2 separate regions of the Triticum aestivum genome follow, and region 2 is linked to region 1. A link is a contact called in public Hi-C data. All regions are on one chromosome and are shown on one strand. Each heading gives the region's core, a stretch centred on a gene start, on an enhancer-like site or on the middle of the called end of the contact. The rest is flanking DNA. Distances are from core to core; before and after follow the strand shown. Region 1 holds the start of LOC123070964 (cytokinin dehydrogenase 5). Region 2 has its middle 170 kb from the start of LOC123065753.

Region 1 (5,783 bases), core at 1,499-3,998:
GACGCCGGCACGAACAGGTTCAGCCACGGGTGCGGCACCTCCCACATGCCCTTGCCGCGCAGCTTCAGCTCCGCCGTGTGCACCCGGTCCAGGAAGTCCACGTACGGCAGGTCCGTTGTGAACACCGTGCCGGGGAGGAAGCTCAGGTCGCCCAGCAGCGCGTCAACCTCCTGCGAACATAATTACCATTTAGACTATTTTCTTTTCTCTCTCTTTTTTTTTCAGCAGCAGCACAGCACAGACTTGGCAATTCAATTCGTGCACTACATCGATACATACATATAATTAAATCAAGCAAAGTAGTAGTCGATAAAATTAGTGCGTGCTCGATCGCTAACGGAATTGAGATCTAGTGGTGCGTAAGGGAAGATCTACAGATCGAGTGTGCTCTGCATGTGGGTGCCATCATATACTAATCAACATGGTTATACTAGTGCTACCTACTCCAAAATGCGAAATAACATATCCCAATGATTGGCTAGCCAGGGCCCCGATCAGCAGCAGTACATAACTAAGCCAGGAATTAATTAAGAAATACCGTCATAAACAAATGGGACGGCCAGGAGAGGATGCGGTATTAATGGGGACGATGGAGAGAGGCGGCGCCGACGGAGGGATGGACGGACCTGATCAACGGTCGCGGCGGTTGAGTCGTCGTAGTTCTTGGTGACCTCGAGGCAGTAGAGCACGCCGGTGTGGTGCTTGAGCGAGCTGAGCTTCACCGGGTTCTGCGGCGAGAAGAAGGACGACCTCCAGTTGTTGATGAGGCCCTCGGCGGCGACCACGAAGCCCTCCACGTAGTCGAACCGGCGGCCGCCGCCGTGCTGCGACTGGGAGATGAGCCGCTCCTGGTCCGCCGTGAACTCGGTGAAGTTGGAGTAGAGCGCCCGGATCCAGCGAACCTGTATGTACGTACAACCGTGCACATGATTAGAAAATTGATTAGCAAGGCCAAGCCTGATGAGGCTGCTGAATCAGCTTAGATCACAGCTCCGTTTATTATCGTGGAAATAGTCAGCTAATTAAGCTGCCGGGAAAGAATAGAATCTTGCGAAAGATCGCGTGAGCTAAACAAAACACGTACTCGGTAGAAGACCCACCAAATTGGTCAGCAAGGCAAGTTGGTCGATTGATCGACCGATCGATGCCAACCAACCTGGGCGGCTGGACCACCTGATCGACCAGACGCACAGGCTAATATTTTAATTTCGACGAAGACTTTTTCCATTGGGTGGACTTTTTTTTAATTTAACGCTAATAAGTAACGGACGAAAAGACTGCTGCTAGTGCAAAAAACTGCTTGTTGACGCGGACAGCAATCGGCATACGTGTCATGAGCTGAAAGCAGTTAGCATACGTGTCGCACAGAGTGTGCTCGAGCCCCGTGAAACGGATCGGCCGGCTATAATTAGAAACACGTTCGGTTGGTCTTATCGGTATCTTATCGGTTCGCTAACGTACGTGCGGTAATTCCGTCTCCACCTAACAATGGAAATGGATGTCGCCCGCCCGCGCTGAGGGCGGCGCGCCCGCCACTTGCACGGCTGGCGTCGAGCTCCCCCGCCGGGCGGCGACATATCGCGTCCCCTCCGCCTCGTCACGCGGGGGCGAGCGAGGTCCAAAGTGGGATAAGGCGCACGAGATATTCCCTGGTCTTCGTCTTGCAGACCAGGTGGGTTAACGAATGAACGAACGGATTATTAAACAAAGAATGGCGAGGAGGAGAGTGACAGGCATAAAGAAAGAAAGAGAGAAAGGATTGATGCGTGCGTATGGGGAGGTGAGGGCGCCGGCATGGGTGCTGGTGCTACCTTGCGGGGAGCAGGCTCGAGGGCGATGCGAGCGCGCGTGATGATCCCGAGCTGCCCCAGCCCGCCCAGCGCGCCGAAGAAGAGCTCCGGGTTCTTCGCCTCCGAGCAGGTCACCGCCTCGCCCTTCCCTGCAAGCAGATCAGTGACCACGCACGCATGAGAAGAGAACGCCGGCGCGCGTGCATGCCGGACGAGGTCGGATGGGCTCGCTGATGGATGGGCTCATGTGTGTACTGTACGTACCGGTTACGACGTCGAGCTCGTAGACATTGCTGATCTGGGGCCCGTGGTGGAACGCCTGGCCGCTGATGCCGGCGTTGGAGAGGGTGCCGCCCACGGACAGGTAGAGGTAGTCCGTCCACGACCGCGGCGCCAGCCCGCCGTGCGACAGCGTCCAGTTGAGCACGTCGATCCACAGCTCGCCGCCCCACACGTCCACGTAGTGCCCGCCCAGCTCCGGCGAGTACACCGGCAATGCGCGCGACGGCGCCTTGCCCCCGCGGCTCATGTCCACGACCACGCCGCCGGGCACCTGCGCCTGCCCGCTGATGGAATGGCCGTGGCCGCGCGCCGACACGCGGATGTCGCGGGCAGACCCGTACGCCGCCCGGACCATCGCCGCGACGTCGCCCACGCCGCTGGGGTGGTACACCGCCAAGGGCTCGCCCCGGGTGAACCCGCCGAAGTCGCGCGACGCCTCCAGGACGTCGGCCGGGTCGGTGCTGAGGCGGCCGCCGCCCACGTCGCCGCCCAGCTGCAGCAGCTCCGCGGGCTCCAGCGGCAGGCCCACGGTCGAGATGAGGCAGTATATCTGGAACACCATGAAAACCAAGCACCGCGCCATTGCCACTATCTATCCTCTGTCTATCTCTCTATCGATTCTTTGGTCTCCTTACGATCGAGTAGCTGATATGTACTTGCAGGGGAGGATGCGGAAGGGACGAGAGGAGGTGTGAGGCGTTGTGGTGTGAGCAGGCGGTATTTATAGTGGGAGCCGGGGAGGAGGGAGAGGTGGTGGTGGAATTTGGGCGGGACAAAAGTGAGAAATGGAGGAGACCGAGGAGGATAGGAGAGAGACTCCAACATGTCTGCCGCGGGAACCGAGCACGACCGCTGGGGCCGCCCAAGAATAAACAAATCCGGAGGCGCGTCACGACTCATGCACTCGCCGTCGCGGGCCGGCGGCCTCTTAATTTCCCTGTCAGACTTAGTGGATCGCGTGGCCGCCCAAAGATCGGCCGGATTTCACTTCAGCCAGTACGCATATGCAGCATAGACTCAAGTCTCGTGGTACTACTACTACCCAACTAAATGAATGTGGAGATCGAACAGGTAAGGATGCGTTTGGTTGAAGGTGTCATATGAATGGGTTGGGACCGTCCAAATTATTTGGGATTGAACCATTCAATTCATGCGTTTGGCTGAATATAAGAGATGAGCTAATTATTTAGGACGGGACCACCAGTCATGCTCACATAGTCATGCATGCAAAGCGTGGCCATTTGATTCGACCGATTTGATTGGGTGGAACGGTTCAACATCTTCAAGGCATATTCTCTTTTTTTGACTTGAACCATTCATGTGCTTTATAACCAAACATGTCTATTTTTTGAACGATCCCAACCCATTCATGACCACCCTTGTAACCAAACGCACCCTAAGCCATCCACCCTCCCTGCTCTGCGCTTTGTCGATCCAAATTCTACTAGGAGGAAAAGTGACCCATATTTCATCCTGCGTCCCATGTGCGGCGAGCTTTGGAGCGGAATTCTTAAAGCTAGCAGTGCATAGCTGGAAGAAGAAGAGCCAATCTGTAGAAGCTTTGAGGGGGAGATGGAGGATCAACGCCGAGCCAAAAGAAAGACGATCCCCTTCCGTATCTTGACCGGCTTTTGAGGGTGCACTCTCAATCCCAGCGCCGCTCGAGTATGCATGCAGATGGTGAGAATCTACACTGCAGCAGCACCATTCCAAATTTCCAATCAACACTGCTACGACACCCCGCCTAAAGTACACCACACCACACGAGCTTTCTGATCCGGCATTTACCAAAGTACGTGCTGCACAAATCTTCAGATATTAAAATGCGTCTGAAAAGCGCACCGCTAGTACTGTAGCGAACAGATGTCCTCGAGATACCGGTGCCGGTGCTGGCTGTAGTAAAATCAAAGGCGTGTATGCTCACCCACGGGTACGGTGTACTGTTCTTCCACGCTGGTTCACCTTTGGCTCGGCCGCGTAGGCTGCCTAGCCAGCCAGCTAGGCAAGTGCCCTACGGCCAAAGAAAATAAGAATGGTTAAAGCGTCGACGCGCGCTCCCACGTGACTGATTGCGCAGGGTCGCATCAAGATACGCTGATTTCCTTTTGCTTTCTGCTCGTATCGCATCGGCCACGAAATTCAGCAGCCATGGGTTTCCACAGCGCGAGGACGTGGTTTTGGTTGCTTTGGGTTTGGGACGATGTGCATGTGAGGGCGCAAAACGCCGTGGCACTCTAGTCCCTGCCTCCTATTCCAACTAGCTCGTGCAATGTCGACGATCCACGAAAACGATGGTAAAGCGCTGGATGAGGCGAGGACTCTTTGTTCACAGGATAGAAATAGGAATGAAAAAACTTAGAAAATAAGATGACATGTACTTCAATTTCCATAGAAAAAGAGTGTCATTTGATTCGTAGGATGAGATAGGTTTCTTCTCGTTAGGTCTGAGCTAATGTTTGTCTTTCCTTCAAAATGTGAAGGCACGAACCAATCCTACATAGAAATAGAAATTCATTCTTACAAACCAAATGTCGCAAAGTGTCAAAAAAAGGCTCAAAGGTGTCAAAAAAGGCTCAAAAGAAAATCATCCTGTAGGATATTACTCCAAAAAATTATCTAATAGATTCCTAAAAATTATTGTAAACCAAATGAGGCCTGAATGCATGGGTTGCCATTGCTGGTAAATGCCTCTTTGTTTAGCTAGTATATGATTGCAATGTCATGCTCAATTGGATCCTACATTATTTTCACATTTTGTTTTGTTTGGTTGCATCATTAGAAAAACAAAGAATTCCCAAAGGTTTGAGGGGATGCTAAAATTCCTTATGGAATGTAGTGCAAAAGAATTCTTAGAAAAAGGTTCTAGAGGAATCGAACAATCAACATATGAAAAATCCCTAAAGAATCTAATCCTCTGAAATACCTATGAAAGTCCTCTGAATCAGAGGAGCCCTATGTGGAACTAAGGCCGTCTCCAACGGCGACCCGCAAATTTCCTATCGCACCCATCCGCGGACAGGGGGGCCAGTTCAGACACGGATGCGAGAGTCTGCCATCCAATGCTAGCCGCATACATTGCAAACTTTTTTCAACAAACCAGATGAAATTTATGCAAATTCGGCCGGATTTCATACAAATTGGACAAAAAACGGTTACATTTTGGACACATTTTCAACTAAAAACGAAACCGGACTAGTCTACAACCAGTGTGGCCGGGTCTCCAACATCGTCCCCATGACGACAACGATGAGCTCTAGAGGTATATGCTTCAGTGCAAAGAACGACTCGCTTCCCCACCGCTCATCGGAGTGGAATCGCCGCCTGATGCATCGGTCGGAGGGGAAGGGTCCCTGCACTGCATGGATCAAGGTTGGTTTTTGGGTAAGGGGACGACGGTGGCCCGCGAGAGGGCCAGACACCGGCTGTGTACGGTGCCTCCATGGTGGCTTTCATGGGACCCAAGTGACGGCGAAAGATTGGAGAAAATGTTGGAACGAGGAGATGGGGAGCGGCGGGGTGGTGTGATTGTTGCCCTGTGTCTGGCCTGGTTTATATAGAGGGCGGACGGGAGGAGCCTGCTCCGCGTTGCTTTAATGCGGACCCGCTTGTGAAATGACGCATGGCTGGAGTAGGTTTCTTGGCTTCCACACGGGGTTAATGGAGGCGTTTGAATGCGTCAAGGAGGCGTGTTCAGCCGGGCGTGCAGCAAGT
Region 2 (5,706 bases), core at 381-2,880, 350 kb after region 1:
AGGGGTCACCCGATCAATAGGACACACACACGCACACTCACACCCACCGGAGAGGCAAGACTGAGGCCTAGCCCTTCTTCCTCCTCCACCCAAAACAGCTCCAGGAGCAACTCTGTAACCTAGTGCATATCATCCATTCAGCATGACTAGGGGTGTTACCTCCCATAGAGGGCCCCGAACCTGGGTACATCTCGGCACACACTAGTGCGCGCCAACCTCGCCTCTGGGACCCACCGATGTCCTCACGTAGCCCCACTACGGGAAACAGCTAGTTTGCCGTCAGTAGGCATCTTTGCCGTCAGCTTTTCATCGGGCCAGACGGCAAAGAGCACATTTGCCGTCAGCTGCTGACGGCAAAGAATGACTAACGGCAAAAATGTATTTTGCCGTCTGCGTTTTTTATTGTAAACGGCAAAGAGTCTTTGCCGACTTATCTTTGCCGACTGAGTTTGCCGTCTGCTTTCTGACGGCAAAATCTTTGCCGTCTGGATTTAGGTCTTTGCCGTCTGTGATTCACAGACGGCAAATTATCTGTTTCCCGTAGTGCCCCTCATTTTTACCCATCATATGGCATCTGTCGTGAGATCACCACGACACTAAGATTAAGGGCACATACCCCGACGCTGGAAGTCAAGGATCAATTATCTGATTTAGAGTTCATGGAACAAAACTGAACTTGATAAATAGTCGTAAGATAGTAAAAAATTTACACTTGGTATGATTGTATTATGTGTTAACTCTCACAACAAACTGTTGAAGCAATGGTTATGCTGATTTCATCATGTCTTGCTCTCACAACATATTGTTGAACCTTCAAATATGACTGTAAAAAGATGTGCTACTCTGATTTACGCAATGAAAATGATTTATCCTTCGATAACTTGCCACACATATCTACTTACACAATATCTACAAGACGCTAGCTAGATTAATAATTACATCGAAATTGTTTTATACTTACTCTGTTCCAGAAAGCTTGTCTCAGATTTGTCTAGATATGGATTCACCTTTGAGCTTAATGGTCTTTTTTTTAGCGGACGATGTAAATGTGGTTTGATTTTAATAGTGTGGTTTGATTTGTCATACCTAGCCATGACGGCCTTCCACAAACTCGGTATTAGATAAATCTAAGACAAACTCTTTGGGATAGAGGCAATATTTGAGTACTTAAAATAGGTAGGGTTGTTGTTGGCCATTATAATTCCTAACTTACTCTTCAATTAGGGATTCTTTTTCTTCATCCGTGTCGTGTCGGTGAGGTTGGTTATAGTAAGTGAGGGAGCATCAGCCCGGAAGCCAGCATCAAAGACACAAGTAAAACATGGCGATCAGACAGCACAAGCAAGCCATTAATTGCCGTGTTCCCGCAAAAGAAATCGGTCACATTCCATCCCCGCAAGTGCAGAGCTACCACACGAACTAGTTATTGTGATGCTGGGTTTGGACCACCCGATCGGCCATCAGACCAGCAGCAGACGAACACATATGCATGCATGCGGTTGACAAGCTGACCCACCCAGCGGTCCGACCACGCTCGTGTGGTCCAAACCAAGATCGGGGCGTTTGCGTGGCGAGCGCGACCGGATCCCCCGGATACGCCATCCATCGGGATCCCCTGCGCGATTCGATCGGAGAATTCCTCGCTTGCTAGTGATGTGCCGACGCCCCCGCTCCCGTGCCGTGCCGAGCGGCGTAGGTAGGTATACGTCTGGCGCCGAGTTTAATGACCTCGCGTCGTTGCCGCCACCCGCCAGCTCGCGATTTTTTTAAACATGGTACAAACACGTATGCTCATATATACGTACATACATTTATCTTTATGAACACACACGCACATCTTAACTCTACGAGTACCTTGGAGAGACTAAGTCGACATATCATGGGAGATTGATGAAGTCATCACAGACGTATCGTGGCCGACGAGAATTTCTCCTCCTACTGACGCGCATCATCAAAAATCCTGAAATTAATCCAGAATAATGCGAGCATCAGAACTTAAACCCAGATGGGCTCGGATACCACAATCCTTCTAACATTCAACCATGGGTTGATTTGCAACTTGCGGCCTCTGTCATGTTGAATTCGTGGAACGGTTTCACAGAAGAGTACAACTACAACATGATTTTTTTTAGGTAGCATGAATTTTCGAAACAGCACAAAGATGCAGTACAAAATTTGGTGTGCAACGAGCGTGATAGTTAGTTATGTCCTTGCCAAGGATTTGGATTTCGAGTGCACCTTTTTTCTCGTGGGGCACCGAAATTCCCGGTTACAGCGGTAACCGCGAAATCCCGGAAAAATTTCAAACGGAATTTAAATATCAATTTTGAATTCAAAACGTTGAATGACGTATAGATTGGATCTGGACTCGTTTTTGTCAGCAATCCACCTTCTGGCGTAGTGGTTAGCTCGTATATGACCTTCTCGTGCCTTGAGGTTGCAAAATCGAATCACTCCAGTCCCATGTATTTTTAACTGCACCTTCCTTTTTATCATAAAAATAATGAAAAGAAAAAGAGAACCATGACACTCGAAGCCGAGACCACAGGGAGAATAAGTAATGTCGCGTTTACCACTACGCCACTGCTCCCTGAATGTTCTTATAAAGTTCCAAATGTAACTAACCTAACTATCAGAGTTTAAATTCGAAAAACTTCAAATATTTTCGCTTGGTACATACTTTTCTCGTGGGGTGGCGAGAAACGCGGATACCGGGCGGTATCCGAATATTCCGCCCGGTACCCAAAACCATGGTCCTTACCACTCAGTACCATACAGATAGAGTAGGAGTAGTATTTGAAACACATTCGTCGCATTTTGTAGGTGATGATGAATCCGTTCATCTGACTGCCTCGCACCGCCGCCTTGGTGGAAAAAATGTCTGCTTGAGTTGTCAAAACAATTATGGCGGTACGTACATCCATTACGTGTTTGATCACTACAACGATGACCAGGACGTCCGGGGGGGTCGCAGACAGATCGTGCGAGATCCGGCCGGACGGCGAGGTTCGGTGCCCGTGCAATGCATGTGGAACACGAAACGGTCCCTCGCGGTACGTACGTTTTCCACGGCGTAGCCAATGGGAAGCCATGCGCATTGGATTCGATCGGTTAAATGGTCATCTTCACTCTTAATTAAAATCGTCGCAGCTACTATAGCAACCTTGTGGCAGAAGCAAGACCGGCCGGCGGCCTAATGCACGCACGAGTTTCATCGGCCGTGCGCGCGGTGCCATGCATGCATGGACGATGGTCGTACGTAACAATTGCCTCAGCAAGGATGCATGGATAAAGATAAGAGACACACATGTGACATGTCACCTTACGTATGTGGATGAATATTTCCGACCTAGTATGTCATCAGGATTGCATCTCGGCCTGCAGAACAAGGGTGCACATGTGACGTCGTCGGTGCGCCGGTCGATCTCTTGCCGAAACGCTCCGGCAAGGGACGTCACGCGCGTGCGTGCGTACGTGTATGGCCAGAAACCGCACGCCCCGTGCGTTCCAACGGCGAGATCCAGGGGGTGAGACGAGCAGTTTTGGCGGGCCGGGTGCATGCATGGCGATCGCATCCGCGTCACGCTGCGTACCAAGGGTGTCGCGAGATCGGGTTCCCTGATTTCACCATGTCACGTCTGCTTTGGTCTCTTGCTCCAACTTGCACGTCACGGTCTCCACCATCGATCGCTGCTACCTTGTCCAGCCGCCTTGATTACATATACGCAAGAGGACACGTCATTTTCCGCTCCGCGTATGCTGTCGGATAGAAACTTCACCGTGCTATCCTGATCAATTTTTATTCAGGAGTGATCATGCATGCTTCATGCATGTGTGTTCATGCGCGGCTAGCAATGGATGCAAGGCTTAAACCACACAAAATGTCTAAAAAATCAAGACGTACACTATCAGTCTGAGGCTCTGAGAGATGTGTGTACGTAGTAAACCCTGCGACGATGACCCGGCCAGCCAACCAGACACACAGTCCCCTCGATCGGTGCTTGCCGGACAGTGATGGCGGCACGTCCGCTCCACGCATTAAACAGCACGCGCATGCAGCTCCATATCCCGGCTCCAGCCACATGGACAAAGTCGCCACTGTCTGATGAAAATCACTGCAGGGAGAGCATGGGGTGGCCATTTGCATGGTGACGGTTGCTGCAGTACTTTTAAGCATGCATTTTAAACCGGAAAGCTACCTGGACAAGACAAACGCTGATCCTCGTTCTCTTTTTTCTGAGAGAATCCTATGGCGGTAATTTTGTGACGGTACGCACTTCAATCGTTTTCTGGGAGATCTTGGGCGGGATATGCCATGAATGCGAGATTTGGTTGGCCAGTGCCTCGCGTTACCTAATTTAAAAGCTCCATCGTAGTCGTAGACCCGGCCCTCTAGATAGCTCTCTCGGTGTTGCATGACTGTACTGGCGCCTCGTCTATCTTTCTACGGCTCCAGGTGCATGGTTTGCTCAGCTAGGGTGGGAGGGAGGGAACACCTTGCTCCCCGCGGAACCAAGAAATAAGACAAAGTCTAAGCCCAAGAAAACGACTTCCTCCGTTGTATATATATAAATATTTCCTTTGGTAGGTATATATATACCGCCGCCATTGTGTTCTTCCAAAAGAGTAGTGCCGCCACAGGTGCATCGATCCCTCGCACACACTCTATATACTACTCCGTATTTTCGATTGGAATACAGCAGGGGAGTACCCTAGTTTTCTTTATATCCACCAAGAGCTTTATGAGTGCATGGATTCGATTCGAATGGCGGCACGGAGGTTTGCAGCTGGGACTACGAAATTATTGCGGAGTCCAACAACTCAATATTGTACTCTCGTGGGAAACCTAAATGAGTGTACTTGCCACACATACCTGGAAGCCTGGAACCGAGATCTCTTCGGACGGCCGGGCCAGCTCATGTCATTACTCCCTCCGTTTTGAATTACTTGTCGCGAAAATGTATGTATTTACGTCTAGATACATCCATTTTCGCGACAAGTAATTCCGAACGGAGGAAGTACTAGTATGTGATGCCAGCCAGCCAGCGCTACGGAACAAGCCACAACTAGCGAGCAAATGCACAATGCGTCACTGTTGTACGTAGGACCATCTGCTAATCAATGCACCAACAACGTGCAAAAAAGTACAGGTCAAACAAAGCTCCAACTTTTAACACTCCACTTGCTTGGGTAGCTCGCACCTGAATCTCATCGAGCATATGAAGCTGTGTGCTCTGAGACGAATTTGGGTTCCTTCTTAATGTCCTTGCTAGTTTCTAAGCGGGTATTATAAGTGGATTTCTGCTGATTAGCTTGCTTGCGCGCCTTTTGCGATCTTAGTTGCGTGCTGATAATTGCGTGACTAAGCATATATTTAATTTGACCAAACTGCACAAAAGGTGCTCCATGCGTACCTGTTCTCCCTTTCTTTTTGCCTCTCGTACCAAAGAAATGTGAGAAATGGCCAAAATTGACTGCCTTTTAAGATTTGCAAGATCATCATTACCTAATGACAAAACCAATCAAGCCAAGCAGTATAGTATAATTAAGACCACACATGCAAGATTGGGTTGCCAGTGAGTCTAAGCACATTACTCAATCAACAACCTTTCTCTGATCATTAAAGTGCATAGTTTTAAAATTTATAGAAGTATTCATGAATTTTGAGAATAGATAGGAACTTATAATGATAAGATTTATTTAAAT

The links. Hi-C and Micro-C count contacts between places; a contact is called where the count stands out from the background.
Region 2: a Hi-C map of leaf shows a contact between it and region 1, with 5 times the contacts expected there. The contact joins the enhancer-like site here to the promoter of LOC123070964 in region 1. A contact is called at or near these places in 2 of 5 Hi-C or Micro-C datasets (both in leaf) and 1 of 1 datasets of contacts at active chromatin or transcription factors (leaf).

Annotation. Positions count from the first base shown.
Region 1 is chr3B:569,350,834-569,356,616 of IWGSC CS RefSeq v2.1, forward strand. It overlaps LOC123070964 (cytokinin dehydrogenase 5), which reads right to left and starts at 2,749. Exons shown (of 5, transcript XM_044494402.1): 1 at 2,055-2,749; 2 at 1,812-1,939; 3 at 627-902; 4 at 1-170. The coding sequence starts at 2,655.
Region 2 is chr3B:569,704,556-569,710,261 of IWGSC CS RefSeq v2.1, forward strand. No RefSeq gene overlaps it. Among protein-coding and RNA genes, the nearest start is that of LOC123065753, 170 kb to the right of the region's middle. Within about 2 kb of position 1,631, at least 3 of the 8 cell types and tissues checked have an H3K27ac peak or open chromatin away from gene starts, as enhancers often do. A contact at or near this core is called in leaf, where this site is marked.